2 separate regions of the Macaca mulatta genome follow, and region 1 is linked to region 2. Evidence: chromatin contacts called from public Hi-C data. All regions are on one chromosome and are shown on one strand. The core of a region is the stretch at or near the end of the contact, and the rest is flanking DNA. Distances in the headings are between cores, read along the strand shown.

Region 1 (4,943 bases), core at 96-2,595, 140 kb before region 2:
CAAGCGATTCTCCTGCCTCAGCCTCCCGAGTAGCTGGGATTACAGGCCTGCACCTGGCTAATTTTTATATTTTTAGTAGAGATGCAGTTTCACCATGTTGGCCAGGCTGGTCTCAAACTCCTGACCTCAGGTGATCCGCCCACCTTGGCCTCCCACAGTGCTGGGATTACAGGCATGAGCCACTGTAGCCAGCTTAAATTTATTATCTTTTTTTTTTTTTTTTTGAGATGGAGTCTTGCTGTCACCAGACTGGAATGCAGTGGCACGATCTTGGCTCACTGCAACCTCTGCCTCCTCGGTTCAAGCGATTCTCCTGCCTCAGCTTCCTGAGTAGCTGGGATTACAGACATGCACCACCATGCCCCGCTAATTTTTGTATTTTTGGTAGAGACGGGGCTTCATCATGTTGGCCAGGCTGGTCTTGAACCTCTGACCTCAGGTGATCCACCCGCCTTGGCCTCCCACAGTGCTGGGATTACAAGCGTGAGCCACTGCGCCCAGCCAAGATTATCTTTAATACTGTCTGATTTCCAAGTGAGCATAATTCAAATTCACATGGCTCTCTCTGAAGCTCCGTGGGGCTGTAAGGGACCATGGTTTAGCATCTCTGGGACACTGGAGCCCAGCTGTGTCAACCGGATGGGATCCTGGCTCTGGGTGTGGTTTTGGGGCCTGAACGCAGTGCCTGAAGTCAGGCTGCTCAGGTTCTAGTGTACCCTTTGCTGCGTCCTTGCAGCATGACCCTGGGCAAGCTCTTACCTTATAGGGCCTTAGCTTTCTCATCTGTGAAATGTGATGTGCTCTGGGGATAATGAGAGAAGTTCATGAACGCGGTGACCTGAGGCACAGAGTAACAGCGAATGGAGGTTTGCTGGCACCAGTCCCAGCGGAGGCTCGCCTGCCTCTCCCGGAACCAAACCGGCCCTCATGCTGCTTGGAAGACTTTACTCCCCAGGAGAGGGAAGCAAGTCAGGCCAGAGCTGGGAAGCCTGGGGCTCGGCCCCGCAGGGAACTGGGGCCTGCAGCTCATGTGCCAGGGTCACAGGCCTGGATTGGGCAAGAGCAGAGAACCGGTTCCTCTGATCCTGTTCGGGGATATTTGGAGACACCAATAGTTCTGGGGAATTTAGAGGCAGGAAGCGAAACGGGGAGGGAGGGGGGATATGGCAAATCCCACCCCAGTGCCTCCTGGCCTGGCACCCCTCCCAAACGGTGCACAGAAGAGTAAGGTGACTGGCCTGTGTGGTGGCAACATGATTTTCCTCCCTGGGCAGGAGAGCAGAGGCAACCCATCCCCCACTCCCGCCCCCACACTCCCCTAAGTCCCAATCCATTTCCACCCCTGTTTACTGTCCAAAGTCCCGGGCACTGGAGATGCCACGTTTGGCGTGCTTGGACACACAGACACGCAGACACAGAGACACCGGGGCCCAGGGCCCTCCTATGGACCCTGCCCGCTCCCACTCCATCGTCCACGGCTGTCCACCCACCCCCATTCTCCAAGCTTCAGCCCCCCTCCTTAGTCCGGCATCTGCACAGCACTGAAGAACCTGGGAGTCAGACCCTGAGACCCCGAGCAAGTAAAACGGGTCGAGAGGCGGCGGGAGGCTGGCTGGGGGTGCAGGGCTGTGGAGGAAAGCCAGGCTGTGTGGGGGGTGCTGGTGGGAAACATCAGAGGACAGATTCTGGATGTCAGGCCTGGGGGTGGACGGAGGAAAGAAGAAGGGTCTCGGCCGGGCGCGGCGGCCTACGCCTGTAATCCCAGCACATTGGGAGGCTGAGGAGGGCGGATTGCCTGAGCTCAGGAGTTCAAGACAAGCCTGGGCAACACGGTGAAACCCTGTCTCTACTAAAATACAAAAAATTAGCTGGGTGTGGTGGCGGGCGCCTGTTGTCCCAGCTACTCGGGAGGCTGAGGCAGGAGAATCGCTTGAACCTGGGAGGCAGAGGTTGCAGTGAGCCGAGATCGCCCCACTGCACTCCAGCCTGGGGACAGAGCAAGACTCCGTCTCAAAAAAAAAAAAAAAAAAAAAAAAAAAAGAGAGAAAGAAAGAAGAAAGGTCTCCATGGAGCCGTCAATCAGATGGGAGTAAAAAGATGGGCCCCTCATTCCAGCTCTAGTCCTCGTGAGCCCCCACCTCAGCCCCAGCCTCAGCCTTGACTCAGTCCCAGCTCCAGCACCAGCCCAACATGACCAAGGAGTATCAGGACCTGCAGCATCTGGACAATGAGGAGAGTGACCACCATCAGCTCGGAAAAGGTGAGGGCCGCCTTGCCCTGCCTCTACAAGGCGAGAATTTGGCGGTTCTCCACCCCCCAACCACAGCTCCTACTCTTGCCCGTGAGCCTGGCTCTCTCTGCGTCTGTCTCCCTCTCCCAACACTGGAAAAAGTGTCGGAGCTGCCCCTCTCAAGAGAGGGGCAGGGTGTGGAGTTGGAGTCCCTTTCTTGGTGACAGCTGCCCAAAGCTTTCCTGTGCCTCCTGGCACTGGGGGTAGACCCAGGGGGTGTGGGAACAGCTGGAAGTTGGAAAGATGAGGTCACTGTTGGCTTTCTATGACGAAGTCAGGCCCCTCTTCCTTTCCCCTTCCAACGCCACCCAGGGAGCCCTGGTCGTGCGTGCGTGTGTGTGCGCGTGTGTGCGTGTGCGCGTGCCTGTGTGTGTCAGTGATCAGTTTGGTGAAGTGGGCAAAGGTTTCTGCGAAGGGTCTGAGGATTCTGTGACGGGGGATGAGGGATCTCTGACCTGAGGGAGAACGACACCCTCTTGCTTCAAAAGCAAATTCCCCTTGACCCATTTCTTTGTCCTCCGAGCAGGCACTTGTTTAGGCTGGGCAAGGCTGAAGATCTTGGGGGATGGGGTGCAGCGCGTTTTGACGGAAGGAGGGTCCGCAGCGGAGGAGAGAGGCCAGGGAGAGCCCCAGGCGGGCCCCCCACCCTCCAACTCTCAGGACACAGGGCTAACGTGTCTCTTCCCCCTGCTGGGTGGAAGACTTGAGGGCCTGAAGGGTAGCTATTGCACCTTCTCTCCCTGCGCGCAGCCAAAGACGAGGGGAATTCACGGACAGAGAAAGAAACCTCCCGCCTTTTCCCACTTTCAGGGGAAGCAGCAGCGGCTCCGAGGCGCGGGTCACTCACTTGCGTTGCAAGGCGCGGGAGGAGGGGGTGGACCGAGGCTCCTGGATTGGCTGCAGTGACGCAGTCATGCCATTAGGTGTCAGCAAAAGCTCAGGGCCTCAGTGGGATGGGGCGGCTCAGCGCTTAGCCCCCCTCCCCAGCCCTCTTTTCTCCCCGATTTCCAGTTGCCTCTGGCCCTGCAGGGTCGCCCACCGCCCGCATTTTTTCATGTGCATGGTTCCTCCTAGACTACTAGGGCCGCCTTAGCTTGCTCCCCTTTCAGGACCCCGGAGCTGTGCCAGGCTCCCCTCTGTCCCCGCGCTCCTGACACCCCCTCCTCTCGCAGGGCCACCTCCTCCGCAGTCCCTCCTGCGGCGTCTCTGCTCCGGCCCTCGCCTCCTCCTGCTCTCCCTGGGCCTCAGCCTCCTGCTGCTGGTGGTTGTCTGTGTGATCGGATCCCAAAGTGGGTGCCCCAGGGGTGGGCAGGGAAGGGGGCAACATTGGGGGGTGTTGACGGGGTACCGTGGCGAAGGAGTGGTGGGTGCGGTGGTGGTGGACACAGCGCTCCCATTTTGTTCTCTCTGCACCCTCTCCTGGCCAGACGCCCAGCTGCAGCGGGAGCTGCGGGGCCTGAGAGAGACGCTCAGCAACTTCACAGCGAGCACCGAGGCCCAGGTCAAGGGCTTGAGCACCCAGGGTGAGGGCGCTGAGGCGGGGCTGGGGCTGGGGCTGGGGCTGGGGGGCTGTCGGGACGCTGAGCGAGTCTCTCCCGCAGGAGGCAATGTGGGAAGAAAGATGAAGTCGCTGGAGTCCCAGCTGGAGAAACAGCAGAAGGACTTGAGTGAAGGTCAGAGAGGGAGTGTGTGTGTGTGTGTGTGAGAGAGTGTGAGAGTGTGAGAGTGAGTGGATGTGTGTGAGAATGAGAGGGAGTGTGTGTGTGAGTGTGTGAGAGTGTGAGTGTGTGGATGTGTGTGAGAATGAGAGCGAGTGTGTGTGTGTGTGTGAGAGTGTGAGAGTGAGTGGATGTGTGTGAGAATGAGAGGGAGTGTGAGTATGTGGATGTGTGTGAGAATGAGAGGGAGTGTGTGTGTGAGTCTGTGAGTGTGTGAGAGTGTGAGTGTGTGGATGTGTGTGAGAATGAGAGGGAGTGTGTGTGTGAGTCTGTGAGTGTGAGAGTGTGTGGATGTGTGTGAGAATGAGAGGGAGTGTGTGCGTGAGTCTGTGAGTGTGTGAGAGTGTGCGTGTGTGGATGTGTGTGAGAATGAGAGGGAGTGTGTGTGTGAGAGAGTGTATGAGAGTGAGTGTATGGATGTGTGTGAGAATGAGAGGGAGTGTATGTGGATGTGTGTGAGAATGAGAGGGAGTGTGTGTGAGTCTGTGTGAATGAGAGGGAGTGCGGATGGGTGTGTGCGAGTGTGAGTCTGTGTGTTTATGTGAGTGTGTATCTGTGTGTGTGTGAGAACGTGTGTGTGTTAGTGTGTTGCGTGTGTGTGAGACTGTAAGTATATGTGTAAGTGTACGTGAGTGTAAGTATATGTGTGTGAATGTGCATGTTGTGTGTATGTGCGTGTTGTGTGTAAATGTGAGTTGTGTGTGCTTGTGTGAAAGAGTATATATGTGTTGTGTATGTGGCTGAGGGTGTGTGTGTGGTGTGTGTAGTGGGTGAGGGTGTGTTGTGTGTGTGTTGTGTGAATGTGTGTATGGTAGTGAGGGTGTGTGTGTCTGTGTGAAGGTGTGTTGTTTTGTGTGTTTGGGTGTGTGTGGGTGTGTGTTGTGTGCGTGTGTGAGAGTGTGGGTGAAGGTGTGTGTTGAGGGTATGTAGGTTAG
Region 2 (4,766 bases), core at 882-3,381:
AGAGAGCATGACATTTGCAAAAATTGAGGAGTGAGGAAAAGCTAGGCATGTCCATGGAGCAGAGAAGATAGTGGCTGATGGGAGGCTGCAAAAGGGAGGGAGGAGAGACGGTTTGGAACGGTAACCTAGGTCTACCTTTGATTCTTGTAAAAGGCCTGTACAGAGTACAGAAATGTAATTTTTTCCCTCTTTAGGCAGTGGAGAGCCGTTGAAGGTCATGCTGTGTTTTTCATGTTTACAGTTGCGCTCCTTAAGAAGCGTTTTTCTTGTCTTTACAGGCAGATTCTTTCCCAACAATTAGGAAACACTGCCATCATGTGGCTCGGTGGATGCATGATCCCAACTTAGGTTGCTGAATGTTCTATCCTATGTTTAATAATTAAACCAAAGAACACACCTGGGAATTCAAACAGCTGAGGTAAAGAATGTCAACCTGTCAAAAAGGACATTTTCTATAAAGTGTTTCAAAAAATCAATACCTGGGTTCCATGACCTGATTTCTTACTTTGCTTTCAAAATTCTAACCTGGCCAGGCATGGTAGACTGTAATCTCAGCACTTTGGGAGACCAAGGTGGAAGGATTGCTGAAGTCCAGGAGCTTGAGACCAGCCTGTGCAACATACTGTGACCCCCTCTCTACAAAAAATGAACAAATTTAGCCAGGCATGGTGGCGTGGAGCCTGTAGTCCCAGCTACTCGGGAGGCTGAGTTGGAGGATCGCTTGAGCCTGGGAGGTCGAGGCTGCAGGGAGCCATAACGGCACCACTACACTTCAGCCTGGACCAGACCCTGTCTCTGTAAATACATACATACATACATACATACATACATACGTAAAAAATAAAATTCTAACCTAAGTGTTTAGAGATTCTGATCTCAAGAATCCTTTCTATTCCCAGTGACCCCTTATTTTAGAATCCTGTGTTTTCTGTCCCTGCAATGGTTCCGCCCTTTCCAGGGCAGTTTGCATCAAGCTGTATCCAGGATATTTCTCTTAACTGTGCCAGATTTTGTTTCAGTTCCAGGATTGTTCTCCCTGTAGGTCCCACAGTTGGACAGACCTAAATTCAAATATTCACACCATTTTTTCCCTGTGAGCTTCAGTTACTGCATCTATAAAAGAGGCACGACACCAGCCGGGCGCGGTGGCTGACTCCTGTAATCCTAGCACTTTGGGAGGCCAAGGTGGTGGATCACCTGAGGTCATGAGTTCCAGACCAGTCTGGCCATGGCGAAACCCCATCTCTACTAAAAAATACAAAAATTAGCCAGGAGTGGTGGCATGTGCCTGTAATCCCAGCTACTCGGGAGGCTGAGGCAGGAGAATCGCTTGAACCCAGGAGGCAGAGGTTGTGGTGAGCCAAGATCTCGCCACTGCACTCCAGCCTAGGCTACAGAGTGAGACTCCATCTAAAAAAAAATAAATGAATAAAAGAGAGCAACAACTTCTTCATAGGGTTATTATAAGATGAAATGATAGCATGTGTAAACAGTGCCTGGCACATCACAGGTCTTCACTTTGAGAGAGTCCTGTTTCACCCTCTATCCTTGGGGGCCTGTTATTTTATTTATTTATTTATTCATTTATTTTTGAGACAGACTCTTGCTCTGTCGCCCAGGCTGGAGTGCAGTGGCATGATCTTGGCTTACTGCAACTTCTGCCTCCTGGGTTCAAGAGATTCCCCTGCCTCAGCCTCCAGAGTAGCTAGGAATACAGGCTCGTGCCACCATGCCTGGCCAATTTCTTTGTTTTTTTAGTAGAGATGGTGTTTCGCCACGTTGGCCAGGCTGGTCTCGAACTCCTGACCTCAGGTGACCCACCCATATCGGCCTTCCAAAGTGCTGGTATTATAGGCGTGCACCGTGCCCGGCCTGGGGGTCTGCTATTCTAAGCACAGCTCTGGCACTCAGTGGAAGTCTGTGATCTGATATCCGAGGTCTACCTGGTCCTAAGCAATGTTCCTGAAAACAAAACTACTCATCCCCTCAGGCTTTTGGGACCATCCATATTTCCCCGCGTTGGCGGTGGACCCCGGGCTCGGGCTCGCTGGGGTTTGCAATCCACGTGTCTCCCCTGCGCGCAGCAGGCAGCAGGTGCATGGGTGTGAGCAGGGCAGGGCCCCTCGGCATTCATTCCTCTCCACTCCCTCCCCGGGGCTGGGGGTTGTGTGTGTACATAATTCAATCCCCGTGGGACTGGTGTCTGGCCTCACCCGCGGCTTGGCTGATTGGTTGTTTCAGCTCGCCCCCGCCCTCCGTACCCCCGGCGTCCCAGGTGGCTCGGGCCCCTGTGGTGATCTCTGTTTACCGAGAGAGCTTGTCCAAGTTGGGCTCCATCGCTGCTCTCGCTCCCCTTCGGGGCCCCCGCCCGCCTGGGAAGCGGAGAGAAAGCCGGGCCCAGCCCTTCCTCGCCCTTCCCCTCCCCGCACAGCCCGGAGAGGTCGGGTAAGGGGGAAGGAGTGTACGTGGGACGGGGAGCCCCGGGCCTGGGGGATCTGGCTGTCCCCGTCCTGGTACCTCGCGCGGACCCGGGAGTTCCAGCCCTAGGCCTGGCTCCGGCTCCCTCTGCTCTGCGCCATCGCGCTCGGGGTGACCCGCCCACCCCGGGGGAGCAGCCAGAGGCTGGATCTCAGGGATGCCAGCTTCCCAGCGGAAGCACAGGCGTAGAGGCTTCTCTCACAGGTGTTTGCCTACCCCCGCAGACGGCGATGACCCCCCAGCCCGCCGGACCCCCGGACGGGGGCTGGGGCTGGGTGGTGGCGGCCGCAGCCTTCGCAGTGAACGGGCTGTCCTACGGGCTGCTGCGCTCGCTGGGCCTTGCCTTCCCTGACCTTGCCGAGCACTTTGACCGAAGCGCCCAGGACACTGCGTGGATCAGCGCCCTGGCCCTGGCGGTGCAGCAGGCAGCCAGTGAGGCGGGCTCTGAGGCGAGAGACGGGAACGGGGAGGAGGGGCTGTGAGTGGAGGGATGGGAGACCCCCCTGATTACCCGACAACCTGAGAAAGGACGACCGGCTCTAGAAAAGAGTGCATCTTAAGGTCAAGGAGAGGAACCATTAGTTCGAGGGAGGTAAACAGCCAATGAGAGGTGTTGGAGAGAGTTTGGGGGCCCGGGGGCGTGTCTTTTATTGACTCCGCCCCCTTCCAGGCCCGGTGGGCAGCGCCCTGAGCACGCGCTGGGGAGCCCGCACGGTGGTGATGGTTGGGGGTGTCCTCGCCTCGCTGGGCTTCGTCTTCTCGGCTTTCGCCCGCAGTCTGCTGCACCTCTACCTCGGCCTGGGCCTCCTCGCTGGTGAGGGAAGGGGGATGCCCGGGTCATTCAGGGTGAACTGGGGACAGGAGCTTATGGGACTGGGGTAGCGAACGAGGCGAGGGCCTGGTGCGGAGAGCAGGACTGGGAATGCTGGGGAGGGCGTCCCCAGTGCCGGCCCACATCCCCTCCCATTCATTCGCAGGCTCTGGTTGGGCCCTGGTGTTCGCCCCTGCCCTAGGCACCCTCTCGCGTTACTTCTCCCGCCGTCGAGTCTTGGCGGTGGGGCTGGCGCTCACTGGCAACGGGGCCTCCTCGCTGCTCCTGGCGCCTGCCTTGCAGCTTCTCCTCGATACTTTCGGCTGGCGGGGCGCTCTGCTCCTTCTCGGCGCGATCACCCTCCACCTCACTCCTTGTGGCGCCCTGCTGCTACCCCTGGCCCTTCCTGGCGACCCCCCAGCCCCACCGCGTAGTCCCTTAGCTGCCCTCGGCCTGGGACTCTTCACACGCCGGGCCTTCTCGATCTTTGCTCTAGGCACAGCCCTGGTTGGGGGCGGGTACTTCGTTCCTTACGTGCACTTGGCCCCCCACGCTTTAGACCGGGGCCTGGGGGGATACGGGGCAGCGCTGGTGGTGGCCGTGGCTGCGGTGGGTGATGCGGGCGCCCGGCTGGTCTGCGGGTGGCTGGCAGACCAAGGCTGGGTGCCTCTCCCGCGGCTGCTGGCCGTATTCGGGGCTCTGACTGGGCTGGGGCTGTGGGTAGTGGGACTGGTGCCCGTGGTGGGGGGCGAAGAGAGTTGGGGGGGTCCCCTGCTGGCCGCGGCTGTGGCCTATGGGCTGAGCGCGGGCAGTTACGCCCCGCTGGTTTTCGGTGTGCTCCCCGGGCTGGTGGGCATCGGAGGTGTGGTGCAGGCCACGGGACTGGTGATGATGCTGATGAGCCTCGGAGGGCTCCTGGGCCCTCCCCTATCAGGTAAGGACCTGAGCTCGCAGATCTGCCTACAACTATCCTCTGCCCCTGGGGTTAGGGGCTTCTAAATTCCCTTACCCATCTCCTCAGGCTTCCTAAGGGATGAGACAGGAGACTTCACCACCTCTTTCCTGGTGTCTGGCTCTTTGATCCTCTCCGGCAGCTTCATCTACATAGGGTTGCCCAAGGCGCTGCCCTCCTGTGGTCCAGCCTCCCCTCCAGCCACGCCTCCCCCAGAGAGGGGGGAGCTGCTTCCCGCTCCCCAGGCAGTCTTGCTGTCCCCAGGAGGCCCTCGCTCCACTCTGGACACCACTTGTTGATTATTTTCCTGTTTGAGCCCCTCCCCCAATAAAGAATTTTTATTGGGTTTTCCTGAAACCTCCAACTGTTCACCCATCTAGGACCCTGAAAATATTCTACTTAAGACAGCCAGAAAGGCTGGTTCAAAGGAACAGGATCCCAGGAGGCCCTGGGTATGAAGAAGGGCGACTGTCTGTCCAGGCAACCCATTTCTCTTTGCCCAAGTCCTGGCCGGAACAGGGAATC

The links. A called contact is a pair of places that touch in the nucleus more often than the background predicts.
Region 1: a contact with region 2 is called in a Hi-C map of fetal cortex germinal zone, with 5 times the contacts expected there. The contact joins the promoter of ASGR1 here to the promoter of SLC16A11 in region 2. A contact is called at or near these places in 3 of 14 Hi-C or Micro-C datasets (fetal cortex germinal zone, fetal cortical plate and liver).

The regions. Positions count from the first base shown.
Region 1 is chr16:8,660,169-8,665,111 of T2T-MMU8v2.0, reverse strand. It overlaps ASGR1 (asialoglycoprotein receptor 1), which reads left to right and starts at 1,345. Exons shown (of 10, transcript XM_077970163.1): 1 at 1,345-1,580; 2 at 2,116-2,260; 3 at 3,463-3,579; 4 at 3,718-3,813; 5 at 3,892-3,963. The coding sequence starts at 2,191.
Region 2 is chr16:8,516,635-8,521,400 of T2T-MMU8v2.0, reverse strand. SLC16A11 (solute carrier family 16 member 11) reads left to right here and starts at 2,131. Exons shown (of 5, transcript XM_015118415.3): 1 at 2,131-2,445; 2 at 2,703-2,910; 3 at 3,149-3,292; 4 at 3,456-4,223; 5 at 4,311-4,598. The coding sequence starts at 2,709. The coding sequence ends at 4,540.